7 separate regions of the Mus musculus genome follow, and all the other regions are linked to region 1. The links are chromatin contacts, called in public HiChIP or PLAC-seq and promoter capture Hi-C maps. All regions are on one chromosome and are shown on one strand. Each heading gives the region's core, a stretch centred on a gene start, on an enhancer-like site or on the middle of the called end of the contact. The rest is flanking DNA. Distances are from core to core; before and after follow the strand shown. Region 1 holds the start of Mid1ip1 (Mid1 interacting protein 1 (gastrulation specific G12-like (zebrafish))). Region 2 holds the start of Cybb (cytochrome b-245, beta polypeptide). Region 3 has its middle 100 kb from the start of Gm14635. Region 4 has its middle 84 kb from the start of Atp6ap2. Region 5 has its middle 4.9 kb from the start of Gm34301. Region 6 holds the start of 1810030O07Rik (RIKEN cDNA 1810030O07 gene). Region 7 holds the start of Atp6ap2 (ATPase, H+ transporting, lysosomal accessory protein 2).

Region 1 (3,608 bases), core at 393-2,892:
CACAGTGAAGAGTTTTACCGCCGATACCTCATTGAACCCTAATAGAACCCTTTGCCATAGCCCAAGAAGAAGTTCCTTTTTATTGCTAAAGCAACACTGGAAATTTTTCTCTCATGGGAGACACTCCATTTTGTTGACAAACAGAGGGTGGAAAAGTTTTCAAATCTGGGCATAAGAAGAGAAAGGCTGAGGTTATTGTTATGTGTCAGGTTTACACAATGCATGTTTCCCATCTACATTCTTCTTTCCACTGATCTCCTTAGCTCCACGGGGCAGATAACAAACATTATTTCATGTTTAAAAGAACATGGGACACTGAATCAGAAGGATGAGTAGCTGTCGTTCCAAATCAAGCTGGCTGGCTGGCTGGGACTGTGTCTCCATACATACATACATACATACATACATACATACATACATACATACATAAGAAAGCATTGGAAGCATGGGTTATGATCTAGAACCAGTAAACCAGAGGGAGATGGAGATTTGCCAGTCTGGGTTCTAGAGTTACCAATGACTTTTCTGTCTGTTATCAGCTCTTGTTCCCTTCAAAATTGAAAAGAGACATGATTTTCGGTAGACAGTACCAGTCCTTCAAGAAAAAACAAACAAACAAACAAACCCACATGCATAAGTGTCTCTCCTTGTTTGGGGCGCTTTTTTGTCTTGCAGGGGAATGCCATACTAAAACTTCCCCCCGAAGACTTTAGTGGGAAGAAATTTAAAATTAGAAGCCTGAGTCATCTTATCTGGAGGAATGGAAGAGCTGACTGGAGGTTGAGGGATGTGGCAAAGGAAATGAGATGGGAAATGAGTATGGGCTCAGGGCTGGGAACCTGAAAGAGGAGTTTCAAGTGTAAAACTTGAAAGGTAGATCCAGGGCTATGGTACACAGCTTAGGCTTATTAAGTAACCCTTGCTTAAGAACTATCTTTTGAAAGGAGCACTTGACACACACTCCAGAAAGTTATTGGGTATACTCCCATTTTTTTTCTTTAAATGATAAGATATACCCAACACCAGTCCTAACTTCTGCCACCTTCTCCTAGTCTTTTTGATAGCCAAAAGGGCCACAAGGCCCAAGTTCACACTCCATTGCCATGCTCTTATCTCTTGGTGGGGGACACAAAACTATAGATCAGATGACCAGGGTGCTCTTCATACCTGGCAGCAGTAGTAGGAAAGACCCCGCCAGGAGGGAAGCAAATGCCTCAGTGTTCCCATCCCCCTGCAGCTGACCACGACCTGGGCCGTGGAGGGAGCACCCCATGTCCACGTGCATCCGGCATGTCCTGCTAACTCTTCTTACATAAGATTCCCAAGTATGGAGTCAGGGCAGCTGTGAATCCCTCTTACCCGACGTCTAATAATAAATCGAGGCTAAATTTCCGGACTGCAGTCACTCTAGGTTCAGGATTGAGGGGCTCTTTTGCAACCCGGACACACAAGCATTCCGGTCATCCCACCCGGAGAGTGCGCGCCAAGCCCGCCCAGCCCGCGCGCGCCAGTCCGCCCTCTGGTTTGGACGGCGGCTCCTTGGGCTCAGTGCCTCGCCCTCCCTCCCCCAAACAGCTTGTTCTGGGTTTGGTGCTGGGGTGCGGCCGCTCCATCCTCCCAGCCCTACCCTGCCTTGCCCTGCTGGGCCGCCCTGCCTTAGCCCGGGTATCAGGCGAGAGGCGGAGCCACCCGGCGTGCCCCGCCCCCGCGGTAGAAAGGGTTGGGCGAGTGTTACTCGCGGTCAGGGCTGGGACCTTTTATCTGTGCTGCTGGAGGAGGTAGGAGGAGGAGACATCAGGGGTGGTCCTGGGCGCCTGGGACACCTTTCCCGGACTATAAATTGAGCACCTGGAATGGGCAGGGGGCCGGAGCAACCACAGTCGCCCTTACTCACAGTCCGATCAGTGACCGCAGCAGCGCCCTTGGGCAGCCACCGTCCGCAACGCAAGCACTGAGAACCAGGGGATTTCGCAGTGCAAGAGGTGGGTGTCCCCGCCCTTTGGCAGCCCGGGCTAATATGGTTGCTTTCGCTTAGGTTTTAGAAGGGAGAAACCAGAGAGTCCGGGATGGGGGAGATTTTTTTCTCCTTTTTTTTCAAAGGTCTTCTGCTAGTATTGGAGGAGGTGATACCGGCTGGTCCCAAGGAACCACCCTTGTGCCTTCTCTGGCCAGCCTTGGTCAGGGTGGGAGCATCGCGCGGACCGGATGCCGGGCATCCTAACCGGGTGGGTAATTTGTTCTTTTCGTCTCTGTCTCCCAAGCAGAAAAAGGCTAGACCCAGCCACCCACCGTCAATCCTGAGCCAAAGATAAGAGCAGCCGGGCCTCACGAAGGGCTGAGCTGAGAAAGAAGCAAGTTAGAGAGGGCGGAGAAGGATCTGGGAATCCCGTCACACCGGCTTCAAGCAGGCTCCCGGCATCAGCCTCTGAGAGCGCTTGAAGGCGGCATCGCCAGCGGTCTATCTCCGTGTACCAGCGTCCCTGTGTTTCCGCGCCCGCTCGGCCACCATGATGCAAATCTGCGACACATATAACCAGAAGCACTCGCTCTTTAACGCCATGAATCGCTTCATTGGCGCGGTGAACAACATGGACCAGACGGTGATGGTGCCCAGTCTGCTGCGCGACGTACCCCTGTCCGAGCCGGAGATAGACGAGGTCAGCGTGGAGGTAGGCGGCAGTGGCGGCTGCCTGGAGGAGCGCACGACCCCGGCCCCAAGCCCGGGCAGCGCCAATGAAAGCTTTTTCGCGCCCTCCCGGGACATGTACAGCCACTACGTGCTGCTCAAGTCCATCCGCAATGATATCGAGTGGGGAGTCCTGCACCAGCCTTCGTCTCCGCCGGCCGGGAGCGAGGAGAGCACCTGGAAGCCCAAGGACATCCTGGTGGGCCTGAGTCACTTGGAGAGCGCGGATGCGGGCGAGGAAGATCTGGAGCAGCAGTTCCACTACCACCTGCGCGGGCTGCACACCGTGCTCTCCAAACTCACCCGAAAAGCCAACATCCTCACCAATAGATACAAGCAGGAGATCGGCTTCAGTAATTGGGGCCACTGAGGCGGGGGCTGTCCCCGCTGCCCAGCACCCTCTCTCGGGTCGGCTCTACCACCCCTCTCTTTCCTCCAAGCTATTTTCTTCCTGGTTGTGGGGCGCGAAGGGCACACTGTAAAGTTGGGCTGTGTACTTGGTGGGGTTAGTGTGGAGAAGAGGGCCTCATCGCGAGAGCAGAGGAAAGTAGTCGCCAGAGAGGGGGGTTCAAAGACCCCCGGAGGGGGCCTACTCTGTGTTGGTGGGAATGGAACTGGGCCGATGTCCTTCATTCAGCCTGTGCCTTTCTTGGGGTTTCTTTTCTGTTTTTCTTTCCGGAAGAGAAGGGCCTGAGAAAGGGCCATGCCAGGGCACAGTGCTGGGTTGCCACACATGGGAGGGCAGCTTCTAGCCGGGTGCTTGGGGGAGGCGGGGCTCAGCCTCCTGCTGCCCTGCCTTGAGCTGCCAGAGGAGGCCTTGGCGTTGCTAGGATTGCGTCAGTTTTCCTGTTTGCACTATTTCTTTTTGTAACAGTGACCCTGTCTTAAGTCTTTCAGATCTCTTTGCTTTGAAACTTCGTCG
Region 2 (3,491 bases), core at 623-3,122, 1.2 Mb before region 1:
TCTTTTCATCTTAACTTCAGACAGGTAACAGTGATTGGGGAGTAAAGAGCAGATGGAAATAAGGTATTGTTCTTGTCTCATGACCTGTAGGAAATTGAACTCTGTGCTCACAGATGACAGTCACCTGCAGCACACACAGCTTGCTGTTGGATAAGTTTTCCTTAATTTTTAAAGGACGGAATATTGAGTGTGGGCAAGGGGATGAAGGTCATGGAATTTAAAAATAAAATAAATGCTCTAGGTTTTAAGTTCACATTGATCCCAACAACAAACTTATCAAGGAATGATACTGCTCAGTGTTCTACTTCAGCTTCATGGTGTTTTTCCTTAAATAGTAAATTATTAGTTATTAGTATTAACTATTGAATACCCATGGATGCTTCTTAGCAGTCTCTCCTTACGCAGAAGGTTGCTATAGAAACTCCATGTTGTATTACGTTGCTGTGCTCCCTAACTCTGGATTGCTAAGCCATGTTTTACTTTCATGTATATGCATAGGTAATTTAAAAGGTCACTTCCTGAGGAAACCGTAATTCGAATGAAAGTTAGAGTTCAACTTGTTCCTTAGCTGAGTCACCTGCTCTTAAAGTGGTAGCAAGGACGGAAGACTAGAGTTCCCAATCCTCACGCGTCTATATTGCATTAGCATGGTGGGTTGGCATGAACAATGTTTCAATAAAATATTTGTTGTTTTAATTTTAACCATGCCAATAATTTATTAATTTCTTTAGAACTCTGACTCTGTGCATTAATTACATGGTTAATCCTTACAAAACTTCCATTCATAAGTACCTTTTAATATCATGTTTCATGAGCTGTTAGCCAACAATATTTAGATAGCACATTTCTTCCTATTCAACTCATCCATAATTGTTTTTCTGAGAACACTAACTTAAGAGTTCAGAACAGAAATCAAATAGCTATTAGAACCTTCTAAAATTGCTTCTTATATATGGTTGCATATTATATACATACTTTATATGTGTATAAAGTACATATAATACAGATACTTCATAGGTATGAAACGAGATAGTTTATTTCAATTCTTTTACCTCCATTTGTTGTAAAATTCACAAGTTACTCCAGTTTGGACTGCACAGGGAAAAAAATGTGCTTGTTTTAAAAAGAAACTTGAGAACTTTATTTTGGTGTTATGACTGAAATAGAGCCAACTTTCCTATCTACAAAATCCATAAGAATAAATGTTATTCAGAAAACAGTAGAGTTTTAATTGACCATTTAAAGCAGTTAACATAAAAAGTGAAGAAACTTACCCTTGAGTAATTGAAAAAACTTCTCACAATTAGAATTTTTAGTATGAAGTATCTTTTATGCACTCTGGTAAATGCTGGCTAACTTCATAGTCTTAGGAACTCAGAAATAAACTATGAAAATGAGAGCTGCTGATGCATATTTTGTATCTTTAACTTTTTTGTTTTGTTTTGTTTTGTTTTTTCAAGACAGGGTTTCTCTGTGTAGCCCTGGCTGTCCTGGAACTCACTTGGTAGACCAGGCTGACCTTGAACTCAGAAATCCACCTGCCTCTGCCTCCCGAGTGCTGGGATTAAAGGCGTGCTGGGATTAAGAAGCCTGGGATGGGAAAATTAACCGAATCTACCTGCAAGCAGATGCTTGTTCCCAGAGTAAGTATATTTCTTAAGCAAACAACAATAATAAAAGCCATTGCTCTAGTTCACATTCCAAGAGAACTCCAACATATCAAAAAATGTATGTTACCTGGTTTGGGTACTTACAATGACAAAGATGGAGAGTCCTTCATTCACAGCCCAGTTCCCCATGTTAGCAAAGGTTAAGTGTTGGTTCTGCCTCTCTTCTCTACTGTGCTTCTTCTTCTGATGAGGAAATGAAAACAGCAGCTTTGGGGCAATAGGTTTCCTTTTCTATTATCAGAAATTAGCTAATCATTGGCCAACTGAAAGGCTGTTCCCATAACAAATTTAAAACTTCAAACCACACAAAAACTACAGAAAGAGAAAAGATCTTGTGATTCAGTCACAAGTAAATACACTGGAAAATGAAAGCTACTGCTACAACTCAGAGACGATTTGTCAGGTTTTAAAATTTGTTTTATTATTCATAAGATTATCTGTGTAGTTTGTGGGTGTATTTTAGACAGTGACTTTTTTTTTAATAATAACTAGTTATGTAGTTAGAACTTTCAAGTTATCCAACTAGCTAGATAAAACACATGTTCTTCTCACAGGCTCTTCCAACAATACTGATTCTCATTGGGTAAAGTTAAAAAGGAGTGATAGATGTTAGTTATAGGATGATTATCAGATGCCAATTTTATATCTTAAAATGGATATAGGTACCTAAAATGGTATCATGTGTGTATATATATATATATACACACACACACACACATATATATATACATATATACAGAAACATAACCATACACACATATACATCAAGTCATTTGATTCTTACAACTCAATTCCTATAGATTAGGTTCTATTTTATGATTACATTTATAAATGAGGAAGCTGAGACCCAGAACAGTGAATTTACTTGGACCCAGTTACAGTGCCAAGGAATAATACAGTTGCTTATTTGAAGTCCAAACAACTGATATCACTTGTAAGTACAATACCAGGAAACACAAAAACAAGCTTAAATTTGTCACCTCCACCCTAAACACCCCACATAGGACTACAGCAATGGAAATACCAAAATGTTTAGATAACAATCACGGTCCCAGGTAGACTTTCTATATGCTAAGCTTGTAAACATGGTCAGATCGAAGGTACATCAGTGTACGGTAGATGCTAAAGCCAAATGGAACACAACTACCTCCTGGCAGGTACTCAGGCTTCAAGACATGAAACAGAAGGCTATGAAGGCAACCTGATGGTGTGGTGAAAGTTGACTGACTGCACAAGCAGGGCTCTACAGTCGTTACATCTAAGAGAGAAGTTCAAGAAACAAATTGGATCACTGGAAGACGGCAAAATGGCAAAAGAACAAGAGGCACAGACTCTTTCAGTTGCTCTCTACAAAGTACATGGACAGCCTCTGGGCTTGAGACAATGAGTAAACTAGTAGGTTTTTTCACTGCATGATAGTTAAGCAAGGTATTCTGACGTTCTCCGTTGCAATTAGAACATGTAAAACCCACATCAAGGCAAACTGACCTCCTCGGTTCATCCCCAAAATAGATTCAAAGAAACGGGTTTACAAAAACCAGAGTGTGAGGAGGTTTTGTGCTCTTTTGCTCCCTGATTTGTTTGTCCACTGCCCTCTTCACATGTATTTCATTGAGAGCTACATTTGTCTGCCAGCTTAGATCGACAGCTTCTGGCTGGCTTCGAGAAACTGGACTGAAAGAGAAGCTACAATGTTTCTCTCTGCAGATTTTTGCTTGAAGAGGCATTCACCAGGTGACTGCATTACTGCTGGGCATCCAGCTTCCCTCAGCTAGCCAGTCCTTCTGTGTTAGAAGCATCTGATAGTCAACAGCACTGCAG
Region 3 (3,726 bases), core at 1,066-3,565, 1.5 Mb after region 1:
TTTCACTGCCTACCATCCAGCCTCTGAGCCTGTGGCACGTGTAGTGTGGTGGCCTCTACTCTGCTCTGAGTTCTTGGGCAAAGACATGCTCCAAGATTGCGAAAGCTCCAAGTGCACTGAAGCCGCTGGGTGTGTGTAATGCACAAGAGTATGGGGTTTGTAGTGTAGAAACTGAAAGACCCTGTTCACCAGCCATGTGACCCTGGTGCATTCCTTAACTCCTTGGGACCTCAGCTTCCTTAGCTGTAAAATGGAGGTGTGGTATCAGGTCCTCCACCTCCTTTCTAACCCTGTGCTATGAAGCCTTCTTACTCCGAAGGATGGAAATCTAAAAACTACATCTCCCAGACACCTTTGCAGCTGGGGCTGCGGATGAGAATTCAATTTTGACAATTAGATACATTTGTGTGAGGTTTGGAAGGAAGGCATGAAGCAGACTGTCTTCGGCTCTGGCTGCAGTCGCTGGACACACTGTGTGGTTGGGGGTAGGGGGAGGGTATGTGGGGTTATGTGTGACAATATTTTGGCAATTGCTCAGCCGCTGATTCTTGTGGGTAGAGGCACAGGCTCTTGTGGCTCTTGAGAAAGGCCGTGGTGGCATGGGATCCTAATCATTAGATCTCAGCTGCAATCTGCAATCAGTGCAGCTCCCGCCCCCACCCCACCCCCCAACTCCCCTGCTTCTCACTTTCCTGCTAGTGGCAGAGAGGGCGGCAATCTTGGGGACCAATTCAATGGTAGTGTCTTGTGAGTTCAGAGACTGTTCCTCTCGGGCCTTCCAGGAATTTTGTGAGCACCTAATTTCCTGGAGTAATTTCCTATTCTTGCTTAAAATAGCTGGAAACATTCTCTGTTCCCTGCAATTGGATTCTAGCTGCGGGAGTTGATGACACTCCACGCTTGTGGGCCGGGTGTTGATGGAATGCTGTGGGCTAGTGGGCGCTGCCTAGTACACTGTTTATAAGGCCCTTGCAGACTGCTGGCAGTTTCCAAGAAAGGGTATGTCCGTTTGCACCCAGGACTAGCTGTGAGTGGAAGCCACCTCACATTTTACCAGCTCCTAGTCCTAGTTTTACATAGAGTTACTGGGGCAGAAAGCAGCCTGAGAGACTTCCGATTATTCCTGTGGGTCATCTGCGTCCTCAAGGCTGAACTGGTGTTTGCTTGTTTGGGAGCGAGAATCCCACCTCTTTGCAGAGTGATGACTGGCACCACAGAGGTGCCACAAACACCTGGGAAGAGAGAAAGTCAGCTGCCAAAGGCCACTCCCAGCCCCGTGCCCACCATGGACACTAGGATTACTACCTCCCTATTAATTGGTTATATTTGTGAAGCCTTCTCTTCTGTCCCTCTGCCAGCAAGTTTGAAGATCGACCTGAAGACAGATCTCTTTCTCTGGGGAATGACGAACATGCTCACTGCTGTGGGATGGGCATTTAAGAGTTTTCAGAGAAGCTAGCCTGTGGTATTTTGCCTGTAATCTGAATAGTAGCCATATTTGAGGCTAGGCTGGGCTACTTGAGACTCTGGTCTTAAGGGAACTAAACCAAAGTTTCCAGAGAAAAACCTGGAAAGAAAGGCAATTTTGTCCCGGAATTACCCGGGGGTTGTGTGTGTGTGTGTGTGTGTGTGTGTGTGTGTGTGTGGTGGATTTCAAAACCCAATGGTAGGTTTGGAGCCGCAGTCTCAGCCCAGGGGCTCTGGGGGCTCTGCTAGCCACTGAGGGAGGAGCAGAAAGTCTTTAGGGTCAGAGAAAAACAGAGCTGTGTGGAGTCTTCGAGCCCCACCAAGCTCTGGACAGATTGCTCCTTCCCCTCAAGGCTCAAATCTTTCAACTCTCCCCTTCACTACTCTCTTGGACCCAAACCTTTCAACTCTTCTCCCTCTCGGCTGGCTCGAATCCACCCAGCTTTCTTCCACACAATGGAAACTCATTGTGAAGTGACGGGCCTGGCAGGTGGCTCTCAGATCCCCCAGCTGGGTGGAAGCCGGATTGGGCTTGGCTTCCAGAACAATCCAGGATCTTCGCGGGGCTGGAAGATGAGTGGGAGGGATAAAGTGTTCCAGTGGCTTTCACCAGCCCCAGTCAACTGTGAGACCAGAGGAGGAGAGAGGGGGCAGATAAAGGCAGCTTTCTCCGGGCGTGCCCAGTTGGAGCTGGTGCGGTTTGAAGTTTTGTGTGGTTTGGCAAAGTTCCTTTTTTTTTTTTTTTTTTTTTTTTTTTTTTTGCTGTTTCGAAACTGCAGCAGTACACAGTGGCAAAGGTCACTGGACACCACAAGCTACCCCTGAAATGCAGGAGGTGGCGGGTCTTGTCAGGCGCATGTCCCAGGATACCAGGGCAAAGAGAGGCCAGGCAGGTCCTGGCCACACATCGAACTCCCAGGTCGCGCTTGAGAAAAAAAAAAAAAAAAAAAAAAGCCACCTCCCGGAAGGCAAGCGAGACAACGCTTTGGCTCTGGCGAGCTGAGCCGCTGCTGGCTGGGTGGCTCAACACAGCTAACTGGAAAGACGAACCTTCGCATTCGGATTCCATCTTTGGCCTCAAGGAGAAAGAGCGACGCTGGGGACACCGCCTGGAGCCTGCGCGCATAGCACCGGACGGCTCTTCCTCCCACCCCAGGCTTCCCGTTTAACCTTTAAAGTGCCGGAAAAATCTGCAGCCCAAGCGGGCTAGCCTTCCACCCGCTGAGGAGATACGGGTTCTCTGGAATTGGGCGTGGCAAGGCGGAGGTCACTGCAAAATAGAATCGGACACTCGTGCTGCTTGGGAGGGGAGACTAGGGAGTCTGGCAGGTCCCAGCGGGCTCACACCCTCCCAGGACCTTCCTGCCTCCGCTGAAGGTGGGGACTGAGAAGGAGGCAAGCGTGGAGAAAAGGACGTGGGAAGACACTGGTCACGGAGGAGACTATTTTTAGTCTTTGCTACAGCTGCGTGCGTTTCTCTGACGAACTAGTCAGGGACAATTCTCCTGGCTGAAAACAGTGTAAACTTTCCACGGGGAGTGGGGGTGGGGGTGGAGGGCAGTGTGGAGGTGACACAGGAGGGGTGGGGAGAGAGGTGGTTGGTGGTGCAGGAAAGGGACAGAGAGGGGGAAATCCCCGAATATTCCTCACAGACTTGACAGGAACACCAGAATCTCTCCTTGATAGAACAAGGTCCTCCAGCCTCCTCACCCCAAAGAGAGCTCAGCTTTCACCATAGATCTTCAAGGTGGGCACCCTCCCCCTTTTGTTTAATATCTTGGAGACCACACAGGCAAGATTGGGGACTTGTTCATCATGCCTTCTAACTGGGGACAATGCCTCCTGGGTGGCATCAGTCACAATCCAATCATTAAACAAATAACAAAGATCTCAAACAGGAAAATAGAAGTGGGGGAGGATCTAGAGCTAGATTCTTGGAGGGAAGGCTGTGTGTCCTGGTTATCTAGGTCAGTAGTGCCCACAGTGTGGTTCCAGGATCCCTCTGATAATCAGGGCCCTGAGATCCAGGACCTCTGAAAAGGCTTTTGTGATTACAAACCTAGGGGAGGCTGGGTTTTCATTAATCTAAGGCGACATGTCAGTACCCCAACTTAGTGGATGCTCCAGCAGCTGTCAAGAAGAGAGAGAGAGAGAGAGAGAGAAAGAAAGAAAGAAAGAAAGAAAGAAAGAGGAAAGATGCTTGCCACCACCGAGTCTGAGGACCTGAGTTCTTTCCACGCACGGGACTCCCATGGTGGA
Region 4 (3,548 bases), core at 211-2,710, 1.8 Mb after region 1:
CCCAGCTGTCCCCACTATGACCAAGCCTGGACACTGAGCTTGAGTGTGTTTGTATTTCCCGTTTCCCCGGCTCCTCCTCTCCCAGGAGTGGGAGGTGGTAAGGAAGCTGTAATTTGCTAAACTGGTATTAGTCTTCCCAAGAGGCAGACAGGGTTGCTCAGTCAAAACACACGGTGCTGTGGCTAGAAGAGGCCTGCAGTAGAACACAGGCAGATCTGTACAACCCCAACCATGCCCCAGCTTCCCCAGGGCACAACTCTCTGACCTTTACCTTGTTCCTGGACTTGGCAGGCAGAGCGTTTTTTTGCAGAAGGGAAGCAAAGACAGCCACCCAAGGGCCTTACTACAACTCCTGGCCCAGCCCTGGCCCAGTCTCGCTTCAGTCTTCTCCTCTAGGAAAGGCTTGGAGAAATTCTCCGGCTTGGGAGAAAGACAGACATGGGTTTGAATTTTGCTGTCAACGTTTCCCTCCATTTAACAAATATGAATGAACCCCTACATCTGTCCCTGGCACATTTAGGTTCTAGGGATATAGTGATAAGCATCAGGGGTTTTAGGAGAGTCGATAAATAACATCCTTTCATCCCCTCTCCGAGCAATTGAGGAACTGACAGAGATGTCTGAAAGTTGGAACTCAAAATGTCCTTTATTACACAGAAGGCTATATTGGTGGATGTGGCTTGGGATCTGTCACTACAATGTCTCGCTGACACTCATCCAGTATTGATCTTAGCCATTCAGCCCCAGGCAGGACAAAAGTTCTTTTGGAACTGAAATATGCTTTAACTGGGCCAGCTGCCTCCCGAAGGAGGGGCCTGGGGGAGAGGGGCAAGACATGGGGACTGAGACAATCCCCTGGGCCTGGGCTTTTTTTGTCCTGACTCATCTGTTACATAAGAGGTGTTCTGAATACCTGAGTCCCCCCACATCCTTACCTAAAGTAGCCCCAGAAATAAGAACATGAAAAACACACAAACAGTATTTGAACGGGGAGCCTAGGAATAAAGTAAGGTGCACAAGGAGAGACAGGGCATGGGGAATCAGTCAACAAAGGAACGGTTACCGGCTGGGGTAGAAATTCTTGTGGTAAAGTGCTTATCCTACAGGCATAAGGAACTGCGTTTGATCTCCTAGAACCCACACTTTTAAAAAGCCAGGAGTCATGGCATGTACTGGTAATTCCAGTGCTGAGAAGACAAGACAGTCAGCTCCCTGGGGCTGCCTAGCCAGCCAGCTTAGACTACTTGGTGAGCTTCAGGCCAGTGAGAGACTGTCTCAAAATACAAGGCAAACCATGACTGAGAGATGACAGCTAAGGCTGTCTTCTGGCCACCTCTGTGAGTCATGGAGGACCTCAAACCTCAGACTGGACCTTGCACCTCACCCGGGCAGCACAGGTGGTAGGGACACAGGTGAGCCAGGGTATGAGCGTGGGAGAGCTGGCCCCGAAACTTGGCTGCCATGTGGTAACATAGGTGAGGGAGAGATGCCCTTCTCACCCCCTGCCCTTGCCACCTACACCGGGCTGGAGAGCTGTCCCTGCCACTCACCTATGGCAGCACTCAGGAGACAGGCCCTGCACCTTACCTGGGTAACAGTAGAGCTGGCCCTTGATATGTGGACCGCGGGTGAGCTGACCCTGTCTCTTGTCTTCTGTGTAATGGTGCTGATGAGGGAAAGATGCCCGCCTTCCCTCCCTTGTCCCTCAGTACCTATGGCAGGCAGGAGAGCTGGCTCCAGGGTCCTGAGAGTAGGAGGACTAGCCCTGCCCCTCACCTGCTGCAGTCCTCAGGCCCTGCACCTGGCCTAGGCAGCACAGTAGAGCTGAGCATGGTGACATGAAAGCAGAAGAACTGGCTCTGCCCATTGCTGGTGGCAGCATTGGATGGCCCAGCCAGAGCAAGAGCTGGCAGGCTGACCATCTCTGATACATCTCAGGCCCAGATCCAGGGCTGTGAATTGGCCCCACCCCAACATCTATCTCATCAACGAACTTCTGGAGTGTATGAACAGATCCAAAATGATAGGATCTCAGTGACACAGGGCAACAACAACAGGGTCTCTGAAAGGAGTCCCTGGGAAGATCCAGTATTAAAAGAGTAGCAGAAGCCAGAGACCTCAGACCAGACCAACAACTCATTGCAATGAACATTTGCAAGTAAAGTTGTGTGGACAAAAGGGTAAACTGTGGAACACACCGATACACTACAGCTTCCGTGAATTGGTTTTCCCTCTGTTGGGGGGAAGGTTGCAATGGTGGGGGGAACATGTGAGGAGAGAGAGTGGCAAGTGGGATTGAAGTGTATAATGTGACATTCAAAGAGTCAAAAGCCTTGTTTTAGAAGTCCTCCCCCTCATGGGGGACAGCATCCAAGTCATTAGTCCCCAACTCCTTAGGCTCTTGATCAATGACTGCTCTTGTGGGACTCCACTGGCTCCCTAGGGAAGTCTGCAGGCTCCAGAGCCAGGGAAACTACAAGGAAGATTCTGACTCCTTAACCATTACTCAGGCAAGTATGGCTTACCCCTCCCTGAATGCAACCATTTGGTTGCCCCACACCTTGATGCTTGACTAACGTTCAGAGACATGCTGACACTGACCTCTGTACTGGTTAAAGTTTAGTCAACTAAACTAAACAAGCTAAAATTATTCAGGCAGAGGAACTTCAATTGAGAAAATGCCTTCATCCAGACTGATGATTGATGGGGGAGGACCCAGCCCACAGTGGGCTGTTCTAGCCCTGGGCGGGTGGTCCTGGGTGGTATAAGAAAGCAGGCTGAGCAAACCATGGGGAGCAAGCCAGTAAGCAGCATTCCCGCATGGCCTGTGCATCAGCTCCTGCCTCCAGGTTCCTGCCCTGTTGGATTTCCTGCCCTTACTTCCTTCAGTGATGAACTACAAGCTGTGAGAAAAAGAGATCATGGAGTTTTATCACAGTAATAGAAACTGTAACTAAGACAGCCTCCCTTTCCTGGTTATTGTCAAGGCAAAAAATGAGGGTAGGAAGTGGGAAGAGGGAGGCGATCCAGAAGGACACTGCTAGCAACTGGAGAGAAACTTGTGAGCCTCAATAACTCCAGGGTGCATACTCTAAATTTACATCTACTTCCTAGGCTTTGGACTAGAGTCCAAAATACAGCTACTCTGCATGGATGGGCTCTTTCTCTTACTCTGTCTCTCTCACTGAAACACACACACACACCTCTGCATATTATACACATTCTCTGTCTTAGTCAGGGTTTCTATTCCTGCACAAACATCAATACCAAGAAGCAAGTTGGGGAGGAAAGGGTTTATTCAGCTTACACTTTCACATTGCTGTTCATCACCAAAGGATGTCAGGACTGGAACTCAAGCAGGTCAGGAAGCAGGAGCTGATGCAGAGGCCATGGAGGGATGTTACTTACTGGCTTGCTTCCCCTGGCTTGCTCAGCTTGCTTTCTTATAGAACCCAAGACTACCAGCCCAGGGATGGCACCACCAACAATGGACCCTCCACCCTTAATCACTAATTGAGAGAATGCCTTACAGCTGGATCTCATGGTGG
Region 5 (3,676 bases), core at 343-2,842, 1.3 Mb after region 1:
AAAGCAGAGCAAACCCTCGATGACGAAAAGCAGTCTTGGGACCCACGGTGCCTTCCTTGCCCTGTCTTTTATGTACTTCCTTGGGAAACTGAACACCCTTAAAGAGGCGGCGAGATGGAGACCTTTGCAAGGTGTTAACTGATTGATGCAATGGCTTCTGCTCTGGTATGAGCCAATGGTTCCAGTCCCCCGCCCGGTGACCTTGAGAAAGTCAGGGATCTACCCCAAACGCTTGGGATTTTCCCACCCCTAGAGGCCAGCCCTTTATCTCAGCCTCTCAGGCTTTTTGGCCACCCAGCTTTGTCCGGCTAGGCTGGCTAGCCTGCTCTGGGAGGAGGTACGGGAGTGGGGTGGGAGGGATGAAAAAACACCAAAGGCTTCACCCACACCCTTGCACCCCCTTCCTCGCCCGGGGCCCCTCGGCCAGTGCTCTAGCCGCCCGGTGTTGCCAAACCCTCACTGGGCAGGGTTGCGGGGTGAGGCTTTGGGAACAGGGCTTGAGCTAGAGAAGATGAGGAAAACAAGTGAAACGGGAGGGGCGGGGTGGGGTGACGGCTCATAAATCAACTGGCTCCACCCCCAGCCCTCAGAGCTGAGGCGCCTCAGCCCCGCAGGGAAGAGGAGGGTCACTCGACCACTCCTGGACGACCTCTGAGCTTTCCCTGAGCCATCGCCCCACCCTAGGCTCAGGCCGCCGTAAGACCAGCTCCTGGCCCAGATCGTAAACCGCCCGCCGGATTCGGCGGGAAGCCGCCCTTGGACGCAGCGCTCATCCGCCCAAGGGGAAGTTTATTTATAGCTTGTAAAACGTAAAGGAAACCAGACTTCGCTAGCTTGCGGAGCCTGGGCGCCTTCGATCCCCACCTGCCCACCAAGAGGGCTCAGCAGGGGGTCTGGAAAGTGGGGTGGCTTCTAGTCCTCCCCCTACTCTGCACCCAAAGGAGAAGGGAACCTTCTTCTGTTGCTGCCCAGGCTTAAATTCCCTCTCAGCGTGCTTAAGCAGGGCGCTTGATGCCACAGAGAGAGGAGGCCAGGGCCTGGGCCCTGTGTGGTTAGTGTAAAGGAGACTGAGCTGGCCCACTTGGCACGCACGCCCGGGCAGGCCAGGCAGCGCTGTGCGGGATTCCACAGCTTCCGCTCCCGACAGGGGGAAGTCCCAGAGTGCCAGGAAGCCTTGGAGTGGGTGCTCCCGGAGCCTCTCCTTGGAAAGCAAGGATGCTGTCCCCGTTCCTGCTGCGCACGTGTCTTCAGCAGAGCAGGCGAGCGCTGTGCGCCTGGGGCTGCGATCCGCGGGTGACAGCGGTTGAGAGCGCGCCCTCTCCACTTCACACCCCCGCCGTCGCCTCCTCCCCAGGGGAAGCTCCTCGCTCCGGGGTGCGCTCGGGGCAGGAGCCAGAAAAAAACGAAAAGTGCCGAGAAGACGAGGACGAAAACCGATAAAGAGCTCAGCCGAGCTCTTCAAGATACCCGCGAGTCCCCATTACTCACAACCCACCCGGGCAGCCCTTCCCAGTCCCGATGGAGTGCACCCTGCCTTGGTCAGGGAGGTGTGTGTGTGTGTGTGTGTGTGTGTGTGTGTGTACGCGCGCGCGCCCAATCGCCGGGACGGCAGTTGCGAAACAGGCTCTTGGCTGCAGCGCGGCATAATGGAGGTGGCTGGAACAATGCGCGCTTTGTGCGCGCTGGTTGTTTTCTACCCGCCTCGCCCCCCTCGCTCGGGCCGTATGGCACTTTAATCCCTACCACGGCTAGGCACAAATGCACTTGTGTCCTGTGGGTCACCGGGGGCCGTGCGGCTGGAGCTGTCCCCACCCCTCCCCCGCCGAGCCCACGGCCCGCTTGCCCAGTCTTCCTTCCTGCACCCACCTCCCCCCACCCCACCCCCGCGCGCCACCACTTCAATTCCCGGCGTGGGCCGCTCAGCCGGCTTTGGAAGCTTCCGGGCCCGCCGGCCACTTTTATTTTCCAGGCAGACGGCCCTCCCCACCCCCCCGGCGAGCACGCGCGCGCGCGCACACACGTGGAGCGCAGGCCTCCCACTTGCGGCCCTCCCTCGGCTCGCCCCGCCCGCCCGCCCGCTCGCTCCCGCCCGGCGCTCCGGACTCCTGCGAACAATAGTAAATGTCAACAGATTCCGCGCGGCGAGTGTCTGACTCGGCCGAGATAAGGGTGCGCGGTTGGCCCTGAGCTCCGCGACACCGCGGGGGGAGGCCACCCTGACCCTAGCTGGAAAGAACCGGCTGTGATGAAGCCGGTGTCGAGGGATGGAGGGCAGGAGGGGAGAGCCCCAGCCTCAGCCCCGGGAGGAGAGGCGCTTAGACGCCAGGCCTTGCCCCACCCCCACCCCGCCTAACTCTGTGCTGCTGGGCAGCCTAGGGGCCCGGTGGAAAGCCACGTGCTAGATGTCAGCCCACGGCTCGGATCTCCAGAGGACGCAGGGAAAAGGCAGGTGTGGAGGTGAAGACTCGGACAGTTTTCCACCTCCGGGGAGCCGGCACCCGAAACATGGAAAGGATCTCAGTCCTTGTCTCCTGAAACTCACTAAAATGTTTTTTTTTTTTTAAGCTCACACAACACTTGCAGTCCTCCCCCTCAATCGTCCGCAACCCACCACCCGAGTTAAAAATTCGCAAATTGATTCCCACGCGTTAGTATTAATGGGTTGTTCCTCTTAAATTGTTGCCAACTTTGCTAATGGATTATTATTTAAATTTCTTTTTTATAAAGTACGTGTTGTTTTATAGATGCGTATTTACTTAAAGAAATCAACTGCATCTATTAACATATTAAAGAGAGAATAAAGCACGGGGCCGGTGTAATGTGCTGTTCAGCCTTACTTTGGGTGCTGCGAAGATAGGAAAATCTTATTTGTTTAATAATAAGTCACTCATGAATATGCAAATGACATCGTTGCAGTACCTCACTTCTGTCACTATTAATGAGTTGCAAATTAATGTGACAACAAAAGGAAAATCTATTTAGTGGAGGAACTCAGGTTCCTACCTGGGGAGATCACCAGCAGGCCTGGAACTTCCATAGTGTAGATGGAAAGGACCGGGGATGGACACCTCACCCAGCCTTTTCCTGAAGCTACCACTATTGTTTAGACCCACGGACCTGCTTTGTCAATAGCCCCTTAAAATTCCAGCTCCAGGCCAGGGGAAGAATGGTTGCTCCAGGGTAATTAGGGCCAAGTGTGATTAATGGAAATCAGCCCACAGTTTGGAGTAAAGCAATTGGTGAAGCAGATTGGGAAGTGAGGGAGGGGTCCTCTCTCCACCCAGTTTCAAGATTCCCCGAAGCCTTTATTGGCCTCTGTTGTTTGGGATAGGGACAAATTGGGCCTGGGGTGCTCCGATCCCAGGTGGATCACAGGTACTGAGAGAGCAGCCCATGCTCTTGCGCTTGCCTCTTGGGCTTGGTTTTTTACAAGGCGGCTTTGCTGACAGATTTAAGAGCAGATCAGCTTCTTCCTGCCAACCTACTATCCAGTGGCTACAGACTGAAGTCTGCCTGTCTTCCACCGACCTTCCACTCTCCTGGCCTCCACATCAGAGACAGTTACTGACTTCATCAGTATGCTGAAGAGAGTGTTTTGCATTCACTTAAGTTTAGAAACATCTTTGCAAAAAAGTAGTAGTGGTAGTGGTAGTAGTAGTAGTAGTAGTAGTAGTAG
Region 6 (3,845 bases), core at 1,041-3,540, 2.0 Mb after region 1:
ATGTGTAAGGTCTTGGGTTACACTGCTAGCCTTGGAAAGAGGAGGGAGAAGGCTGGAGAACAGAGGTCAGGGACAGATGCGGGGCAGGGGCAGGGCCAGGGCCAGGGCCAGGAGCCAGGGTTGCATGAGTTGAAGAACATGTGGGAGCTAAGGAGTACCAGGCATCAAGTCCTCTTGAGGAAGTTCTGCTAAGTAGATGTAAAGACAGCTGATAGATAAATGGGGAGACAGTAGGAGTTTAGAGAAAACCCTTCCCAACAATTTTATTTTCTAAGTATTTTCCAAGTGGTTATAAATATAGCTATGAAGTATGTAAGTCAGAGGTTCTGAGTCAGATAGTTGTAAGCAACTATCACTGTGGGCAGGAACCTGGAGGCAGGAACTGATGCAGAGGCCATGGAAAGGTGCTGCTTACTGGCTTGCTCAGCCTGCTTTCTTATAGAACCCAGGACCACCAGCCTAGGGATGGCACCACCCACAACAGGCTGGGCACTCCTCATATCAATCAAAGAAAATGTCCTACCGGCTTGCTAGCAATGGGACCTTGTGGAGGTATTTTCTTTATTTGGGTTCCCTCCTCTCCAGATGTTTTAGCTTGTGTCAAGTTGACAGAAAGCTAGCTAGCACAAACTAAGATAATGGTAAAGCTATTCGTACGGTGATGGGAATAAGCCAGGAAACAGAAGAGTGGACAGCTAAAGATTTAAGGGATGAGATTCGACATATAAGTGGAGGGACAGGGCAAATGGGAAGTCACTTTGTAGCAAAAAGAAGAAACACACACACATGCAGAGTTATAGGTTCAATGAAAGGACAAGGAACTCAGTGTCTGGGGTTCCATCAACTCCATGAAGCATGAGCTGGGGTGAAGGAGGGGAAATGGGAAGAAGAGCTTGGGGAGGGAAGGCAGGAACAGATAGCTCCAGGAACCAAAGTGCAGAGAGAGGCATTAAGGCTCAGTCAAGAATGAAGTGACAGCAGTGGGTTCCCTTCCAAGCTGATCTTGTGGCGGCGTCTTCTTTATTTGGATTCCCTCCTTCCCAGGTGGTTTTAAGCCAGGTGTGTCAAACTGACGGAAAACTAGCTAGCACAAACCAAGATAATAGTAAAGCAATTTGTCAATTTGCATTTGGAAGCTACTTCTGACACCTCCCTCCACTCACTACACAGCTTCCAGGCAACATCAAGAAATCCAAGCAAATTCCCAATCAGACTAGGCATTAAGTCACAGTGACAAAATCTAAACACAGGCCTAACAACCCCTACCTCATAACTAATATTTCTACCTTCTAAAAATGTATACCTTAGCTAAGCATCCTCTTGGCACGCACGCCACAGCAAAAGTAAGCCTTTTTTTAAAGTCTGCTGTAAAGTAAACCTTAACTGTTCTTCCATGTCTCTCAGCCTGTATTGTTTTTCCCCTTATTTTAAGACAGCGTCTTACAATAAAACTCAAGTGCCTGCAGGAAGCGAAGAAACAGAGGCGTTTATTTTACTGAGCTTAGATGGGTCCACTCTAGTATCCCCTCACCACTACGCCACTAGACCCCAGAGAACCAACCTATCTTCTAGTATTTCTGTACTTTCTGAAGTCCCAGCTTGCACTCAAAACCCACCCTCCACCCTGGGGCACCAGGAGCAACTTCATATGCTTTCCTCCAGGCTACAAGTACTTACCTTGGCTACCTCCCAAGGGTCTTTGGGCCAGAGGCCTGGCTTGCAATTTCCCCAGTGCACGTCTCCATTTCTGTTGATGTGATGCCTCAAGATCTCGTGTTTCCACTCTGCGCATACCTGACACTGAGGCTGAAACTACAGAGGGCAGAGGTGAGGAGGGACTGGGGTGGGCGGGGCAGCAAAACAGGAACACCCCGGAAGTAGGAAGCAGTCCCGCCCCGGGAAGGAAAAAGACTGCAAGCATACGGAATAGGGGGACAAGCTGTGGAGACGCGCCCGAGTTCGGGGTCAGCAGCTCACCTGGCGAGCGCGCGGGCTGCACCGGGAACCGCCGCGGCAGGTAGCATGGGGTCCAAGGCCAGGGACTGCAGCCAGCAGTCCACGGTGAAAGGAGAGCACTTCACGGTCTATGAAACCTTGCAGGCAGCTGCGCAGCAGCAGCAGGCAGTGTCCTGCTTTCACCCAGTTTTTGTACTCGGCGCAATTGAGGCGGGCTGCCAGCTCCGACACCACCATGTCTTACTCCTGAAGGCGGGGCCGGCGGTAAGCACGCGCAGCACCCTGGGATGCTCCCACGCAGCGCAGGCGTAGCCCAACCCCCAAAACGTCCAGACGTTTAGCGTCACTGTGCGGTGTACACTTCAGAGGCTAGAGGCTGGCCACTGTTTCCGCTCCAGGAAGTGGCAGCTCCACCCCCGCTTAAAGGAACCGCTTTGGTTTGTGGACATGGAACATTTAGACTAATCCTTTTAAAGCTTTAATTTTTATTCCTGAATACCCTGCCAACCCTCTAACCAACCTGATCCCCTCCTGATGTGCTGACCTTTTTATTGTAAAGAGGAATGCTCAAGGTGTGTTTCTCGAATGACATGTTCCTTGCATTGTGCAATTCTACAAAATTAACTCATCCCTAAACCCACTGAACAGCAAATTCGGGGTATCAATAACATGCTTACCCTCACCTGAAGCAGGGGGCCTATTGTATTGTGTGCCATGCTCCCCAGTACATATGTTAAAGTGACACTAGGACCAGAAACTCCTTAACTAGAGTACCTGGCAGGAAGAAGCAAAAGGGATAATGTACTTCCTGGATTTGGACAGCTCAGAAAAGGGTTATTTCAGCTGCACAGGGAAGCCATATGCTACACAGACCAGAATGCATTAGATTGTCAACATCAAGTGAGAAAACATGTTTTAGATGCTTTGAGTGAGGTTTTTTGACCTTGGCAAACATATTGAAGTGGTATGGAATCAAAAGAGTCGGAAGGAACACTGTAAACAGAGAAGCCTTGCACAGGCAATGGTAAGGACCACTAGCTCTGGGCTCAAACTCTCAATTTTTTGTGTTTTGATCTTGGCTGATCCTAATTTTAATATTATTAAGACGTTATTTCCTTCTTTGTAACTCGGTTTATCATCTGTAAGAGGAGGTTATTAATACTTACCTCACAGTGTGGTGAGGAGCATTTATACAGATGGGAACACTTACAATGATGCCTGGCACACATTAAGCTTTGAGTAAATGCTAACTTATTTTATATTGACGCAAATATGCTCTTTCATCCACTGTTTACATTATTGGACATTTTATCAAACCACTGGCCAGTTGGAAGTGGGGACAATTTATAAAAAATAGAGACCAGATGTGATGATCTGAAGACTCAAAGTACAGTCAGTGTAGGCAGGCTCTGTAATACTTTAATAAAGTATATACCAATTTTGTCTTACTAACCTCAACATTAGACCCATTCAAAGCAAATGATGGGAAATACCCTATTCCCATCAAATCAAATCAAATCAAATCAAATCAAAAATTCCAAAAAAAACCCACCTCTGAATGAAGTCTACATTAGGACTTTCCTTTTTCTGACTAAAACATTTTCTGTAAGTATGAACTTTGTATCAAGAACAACTGAAAGGGGGGCCTGGGAGTAGGGAACAGCCCTGTTTTCCTGGTACTCAGAAGTGGGTCACTTGGACTTAGGAGGTTCAAGGTCAGCCTGGGCTACATGGCAAGACCCTGTCTTGTTTAAAAAAAGAAAGAAAAAGCTTAATTGGAATTTCTCTTGGAGGGGAAAAACATGGCAGAAAAACCATGTATGCCTATCCTTAAGTCCGTTAACTGTCAAACAACAGTCAGTCCCTGCAGTTACTAAGTGGCCTTATTT
Region 7 (4,004 bases), core at 1,238-3,737, 1.9 Mb after region 1:
AGGAGCTTCAGTTGAGGAAATGCCTCCATGAGATCCAACTCTAAGGCATTTTCTCAATTAGTGATCAAGGGGGAAAGGCCCTTTGTGGGTGGGACCATCTCTGGGCTGGTAGTCTTGGGTTCCATAAGAGAGCAGGCTGAGCAAGCCAGGGGAGGCAAGCCAGTAAAGAACATCCCTCCATGGCCTCTGCATCAGCTCCTGCTTCCTGACCTGCTTGAGTTCCAGTCCTGGCTTCCTTGGTGATGAACAGCAGTATGGAAGTGTAAGCCGAATAAACCCTTTCCTCCCCAACTTGCTTCTTGGTCATGATGTTTGTGCAGGAATAGAAACCCTGACTAAGACACTGACTATATCCCTAAATGAGATTCATTTAGACACATTCTTGCAGGGATACTGGCTCAAACCTGTTCTCCAACAGGCAACAAAATGGATCAGCATGGAATTTTAGTTGGTGTGCACAGAAGTGACCTTATGTTAAATTCTCTTTTATTTCTCTACTTATGTTGTGGTGTGTGTGTGTGTGTGTGTGCGCGCGCGCTTGTGTGATAGATGATAACTTCCAGGGGTTGGGTCTACCTTCCCACCTTGTGGGGCATGGTCTCTCTGGTTTCTGCTGCTATGTTGTGTACTCCAGGCTAGTGGGTCCTGGAACTTCCAGACCATTCTGTCATCTCTGCCTCCCATTTCAACCCAGGAGTGCTGAGATGCACAGCACCAAATCCAGATTGGTTCAGGGATCTAACTTGCATCTTCAGTGTTACACAGCTAGTGTCTTCACCAGTTGAGCCAACTCCTTGGCCCTTGAAAAAGAATTTTTAAAAATTTTTAAAATGTTTGTGGTAATCCTGGCACAGCTTATGCTTTTGAAATTAGCTGCCTTAGACATTTTGGTTCTAATATAATAATTTTACATTCCTAATAGAAAGACAACCAGCCCTTCATAGTCCTTTAAAGACACGTGTGCAAATTCTCTGTTGGACAAAAACACAAAATTGAGAGTTAAGAGCTTTCTGAGGTTGAGTGAGGAAGTCCAGAATGCTTTATAAATTGAGTGGCTTTGGTAAACATAGCGATTTCTAGAAACTGCCTTCTGAGTAAGGGGGCAGGGGTTGATTCCAGTTCTGGGGCTGGCTAAGTTTCACCTGGAGAACTAACTGCTGGAGGTGCTGCAACGCTTTGTTCTCCCGTAGTCAGTTCCAAGAATAAAACAGCCATCTCCCCTCAAGGGCACCTATCTTACGTCTGTGTACTGAACACTGTCCAGCCATTTCCAATGGTTCCTCCACTTGTACTTAATGAATTGTAGTTCTTCTGTGTACAAGTCAAGGTCTTTTAAAAGAAATTATTTTCCTGAGGTATGGCTCAGTGGTAGAGCACTTGCCTAGATTGTGCACAGATCTGGAGTTCCATCCCCAAACGATAAAGGAAGGAAGGAAGGAAGGAAGGAAGGAAGGAAGGAAGGAAGGAACTAAAATTTTAGCTCTATCCTTCTATCCTATAAAATCTCTTTTGTCCAACTAAACATTTAAAAGTTCATCGGAAGAGGCATTTCCCTACCATATATGCTATACTCTTTCTTTACACTTTCCACATCCTCCACTTACATATTAAAATCATATTCATCTTTCAAGGTCATCAACTGAGAAGTTGTTTTCTAACCACAGATTATGGGCAATGTCACTTCTTGCCTTACATCATAGGTAAGAGGCTATGAGCCAAGGGATGATTTTGGTCTAATTAGTGTGTCTAGCCGTCACATAGCCTCCCTGAACTCCTTATTCAGATTAGAAAATATTAATTATTTCAGAACGAAATAATTAATATTCTATCGGATCACTCCTTGTGTACGCAGTGTTTGGAGGCAGAGTTGTTCAATACAGTAAATCAAAAAACAGGATACCCTGTTATATTTCACTTTCAGACAATGGATACTTCGTATATATAAAAATAAGTAAAACAAATATTTTAGACACACTAAAAATCACTCTTTGCAACTCAGATTCAAGCGGGAGTCCTATATTTTAAGTAGCATCTCTTCTAGATGGACAGGGGTTCCCCTAGGCGCCAGGCTTCCTTCCCTCAGGTACTCAGCGTCTGTGTACTCCAGAGAGCAAAACCTGAGCTAGCCCAGCGCTTTCCATCTGTCAGTCGCAGCGGGCGGGAGGTGCAAGACCGGGAAAGACCGAAGCCTGGGTTGAAAATCGTCACCGGAGGTTGGACAAAGAGTCCACACCCGGGAGTAAGCCTCACTGTGGGCTTTCGAGAACCTGCAACCAGTGGGGCCACCTGCTCTAACCGCGGGCCCTACCCTTCATCTCGTGACCGGTCGTTGTGGGCCGGCGGGACAGAACCGCCCTGTTCTTAAAACTCTTGACTCCTATTGGCAGAGCATGCCATTCATCACGTTCGCCTCCGCCCCAATTGCTGACGTCGACCAGGCTACGTCTCGCTCGTGTAGCGGCGTAGTTGGCGATTGGCTGAGACCTTGTCTTGGAGCGGCTAAAGGGGAGGGGCTTGGGGATCGGAACCGTCGGGAGCGCGTCACTCGGTCGAGCTGCAGTGCTCGCTTGAGTCCCGGCGTCCCTTTTCGTGTGGCTCATCTCCGCTTCAGCAACCGTGGCACCATGGCTGTGCTGGTCGTTCTCCTGTTCTTTCTGGTGGCGGGTGAGTAGCTGGGAAGCACTGCGGGAAGCTAGGGGGCGCGGGGACCCTGGGAGGGAGCGGCTGCTGGCGGGGGCCGCAGTGGGGGCGGTCTGGGCTTGGCGGCCCTCTTCGGGGTTCTGGACCTTGATCTGGCTCGGGCGGAGCGGCCTTGTGGTCTCTGGAGACGAGCAGGGCCACCTGGGGGGACTCCGGAGCTGACATCAGCCTTTGGGGGTAAAGGCGCGTAGCCGCTTAGGACCCAGTCCTCCCATTTGTCTGATCACTCCTTCCCTGTTCAAGGCCCTTTGGAGGATGGGTTTGCATTTCTTAATACACCGTTGAACCACAACCCACTACCAAGGAAAGGTTAGCTAACAATTTAGCTGCCGCTTTTTAGCTGCTGTCTTTTTTCCACCTTCATTTCTAATGGTTGTTATTGACAACGGGTGAACCCTTACCTCCCTCATATATACATATCAGGATGTGAAGTTGAGTCATCGTTTTTTAAATAATGATTATTTCTTAAGATGATCGCAATTTCTTAGTATTGATTTCAGTTCCCAATTTGAAGGATTTGGAGAGCAGGGTATGAGTCATGCTTTTAGGATCACATGTCAAATAAATGGTAGCTTTCTTAGTGGAACCTACCTAGGCTCTCTAACATGGAATAAGAAGAATGGAAATGAGCTAATATTTGGCCTGTGGCTTGAGTATCATGTAGTAATGCATTTCGTTTACAGTAATCCTTAGAAGAAAGTATTCCCATTTTGCAGAGTATGAATCAAGCTGGGTATGACAAGGGGAATATGTATCAAAGCTGGGCATGACAAGGGGAATATGTATCAAAGCTGGGTTTGAAGACAGACAGATCAGTTGACTTCCAAGAAGGGGATGGATGCCTTTCCACTCTGTGTGTGTGGCACAGGGAGTGCTGTGTGGCAACGTGGGAGTAGTGGGACAGACGCTGAGCTTGCAGACAATAAGATACAATAAGTCAAGTGAAGCCAGGCATGGCGGTGCATGCTTTTAATCCCAATACTTGGGAGGCAGAAGCAGGTGGATCTCTTGAGTTCGAGGCCAGCCTGGTCTACAGAGTGAGTTCCAGGACAGCCAGGGCTACACAGAGAAACCCTGTCTCAAAAAAAAAAAAATCAACTGGAGAGCACCTTGGGGAGGAATGGGTGTTTTGTGTCAAAGAGATACCTTGTGCCTGTGCTGTGTGAGATGCTGGTCCTACTTTTGGAATGGCAGTTGAAGTGAAAAAGACCTAGTAATGGTTTTGAGCACCAAACCTCTTCTCTGCCCTGGAGGTGCCCAGCCCTCTGTGTTAATAGTTAACATATATTTCAGGCCTCCAAAGT

The links. Promoter capture Hi-C pulls out the DNA fragments that hold promoters and counts their contacts. HiChIP or PLAC-seq counts read pairs in DNA pulled down with a chosen protein or histone mark.
Region 2: a contact with region 1 is called in an H3K27ac HiChIP or PLAC-seq map of bone marrow-derived dendritic cells, with 4 times the contacts expected there. The contact joins the promoter of Cybb here to the promoter of Mid1ip1 in region 1. A contact is called at or near these places in 2 of 39 promoter capture datasets (the C10 cell line and pre-B cells) and 1 of 115 datasets of contacts at active chromatin or transcription factors (bone marrow-derived dendritic cells).
Region 3: a promoter capture Hi-C map of 3T3-L1-derived adipocytes shows a contact between it and region 1, with 8 times the contacts expected there. The contact joins the enhancer-like site here to the promoter of Mid1ip1 in region 1. A contact is called at or near these places in 7 of 39 promoter capture datasets (the 3T3-L1 cell line, 3T3-L1-derived adipocytes, the C10 cell line and 3 more), 1 of 484 Hi-C or Micro-C datasets (the N1E-115 cell line) and 4 of 115 datasets of contacts at active chromatin or transcription factors (astrocytes, embryonic forebrain, embryonic hindbrain and 1 more).
Region 4: a contact with region 1 is called in a promoter capture Hi-C map of liver, with 5 times the contacts expected there. The contact joins the enhancer-like site here to the promoter of Mid1ip1 in region 1. A contact is called at or near these places in 3 of 39 promoter capture datasets (hippocampal neurons and liver), 1 of 484 Hi-C or Micro-C datasets (liver) and 3 of 115 datasets of contacts at active chromatin or transcription factors (embryonic forebrain, large pre-B cells and stem cell-derived neural progenitor cells).
Region 5: a contact with region 1 is called in an H3K4me3 HiChIP or PLAC-seq map of embryonic forebrain, with 4 times the contacts expected there. The contact joins the enhancer-like site here to the promoter of Mid1ip1 in region 1. A contact is called at or near these places in 10 of 39 promoter capture datasets (the 3T3-L1 cell line, the C10 cell line, the HPC-7 cell line and 6 more), 4 of 484 Hi-C or Micro-C datasets (the N1E-115 cell line, embryonic stem cells, pre-B cells and 1 more), 10 of 115 datasets of contacts at active chromatin or transcription factors (the NIH/3T3 cell line, astrocytes, cardiomyocytes and 7 more) and 1 of 9 other capture datasets (adipose tissue).
Region 6: a contact with region 1 is called in a promoter capture Hi-C map of pre-B cells, with 8 times the contacts expected there. The contact joins the promoter of 1810030O07Rik here to the promoter of Mid1ip1 in region 1. A contact is called at or near these places in 9 of 39 promoter capture datasets (the 3T3-L1 cell line, the C10 cell line, the HPC-7 cell line and 5 more), 1 of 115 datasets of contacts at active chromatin or transcription factors (astrocytes) and 1 of 9 other capture datasets (liver).
Region 7: a promoter capture Hi-C map of erythroid cells shows a contact between it and region 1, with 43 times the contacts expected there. The contact joins the promoter of Atp6ap2 here to the promoter of Mid1ip1 in region 1. A contact is called at or near these places in 2 of 39 promoter capture datasets (erythroid cells and pre-B cells), 1 of 484 Hi-C or Micro-C datasets (CD4 T cells), 2 of 115 datasets of contacts at active chromatin or transcription factors (large pre-B cells and pro-B cells) and 1 of 9 other capture datasets (adipose tissue).

The regions. Positions count from the first base shown.
Region 1 is chrX:10,715,723-10,719,330 of GRCm38.p6, forward strand. Mid1ip1 (Mid1 interacting protein 1 (gastrulation specific G12-like (zebrafish))) reads left to right here and starts at 1,643. Exons shown (of 2, transcript NM_026524.4): 1 at 1,643-1,982; 2 at 2,265-3,608. The coding sequence starts at 2,508. The coding sequence ends at 3,056.
Region 2 is chrX:9,467,452-9,470,942 of GRCm38.p6, forward strand. Cybb (cytochrome b-245, beta polypeptide) reads right to left here and starts at 1,873. Exons shown (of 13, transcript NM_007807.5): 1 at 1,755-1,873. The coding sequence starts at 1,799.
Region 3 is chrX:12,250,011-12,253,736 of GRCm38.p6, forward strand. No RefSeq gene overlaps it. Among named protein-coding and RNA genes, the nearest start is that of Gm14635, 100 kb to the right of the region's middle. Within about 2 kb of position 2,316, at least 125 of the 459 cell types and tissues checked have an H3K27ac peak or open chromatin away from gene starts, as enhancers often do. A contact at or near this core is called in 3T3-L1-derived adipocytes and the N1E-115 cell line, where this site is marked.
Region 4 is chrX:12,501,846-12,505,393 of GRCm38.p6, forward strand. No RefSeq gene overlaps it. Among named protein-coding and RNA genes, the nearest start is that of Atp6ap2, 84 kb to the right of the region's middle. Within about 2 kb of position 1,461, at least 5 of the 459 cell types and tissues checked have an H3K27ac peak or open chromatin away from gene starts, as enhancers often do. A contact at or near this core is called in liver, where this site is marked.
Region 5 is chrX:12,005,194-12,008,869 of GRCm38.p6, forward strand. No RefSeq gene overlaps it. Among named protein-coding and RNA genes, the nearest start is that of Gm34301, 4.9 kb to the left of the region's middle. Within about 2 kb of position 1,593, at least 320 of the 459 cell types and tissues checked have an H3K27ac peak or open chromatin away from gene starts, as enhancers often do. A contact at or near this core is called in the HPC-7 cell line, the N1E-115 cell line, the NIH/3T3 cell line and 11 more, where this site is marked.
Region 6 is chrX:12,671,349-12,675,193 of GRCm38.p6, forward strand. It overlaps 1810030O07Rik (RIKEN cDNA 1810030O07 gene), which reads right to left and starts at 2,291. Exons shown (of 7, transcript NM_175141.6): 1 at 1,978-2,291; 2 at 1,678-1,812. The coding sequence starts at 2,193.
Region 7 is chrX:12,585,272-12,589,275 of GRCm38.p6, forward strand. Atp6ap2 (ATPase, H+ transporting, lysosomal accessory protein 2) reads left to right here and starts at 2,488. Exons shown (of 9, transcript NM_027439.4): 1 at 2,488-2,664. The coding sequence starts at 2,625.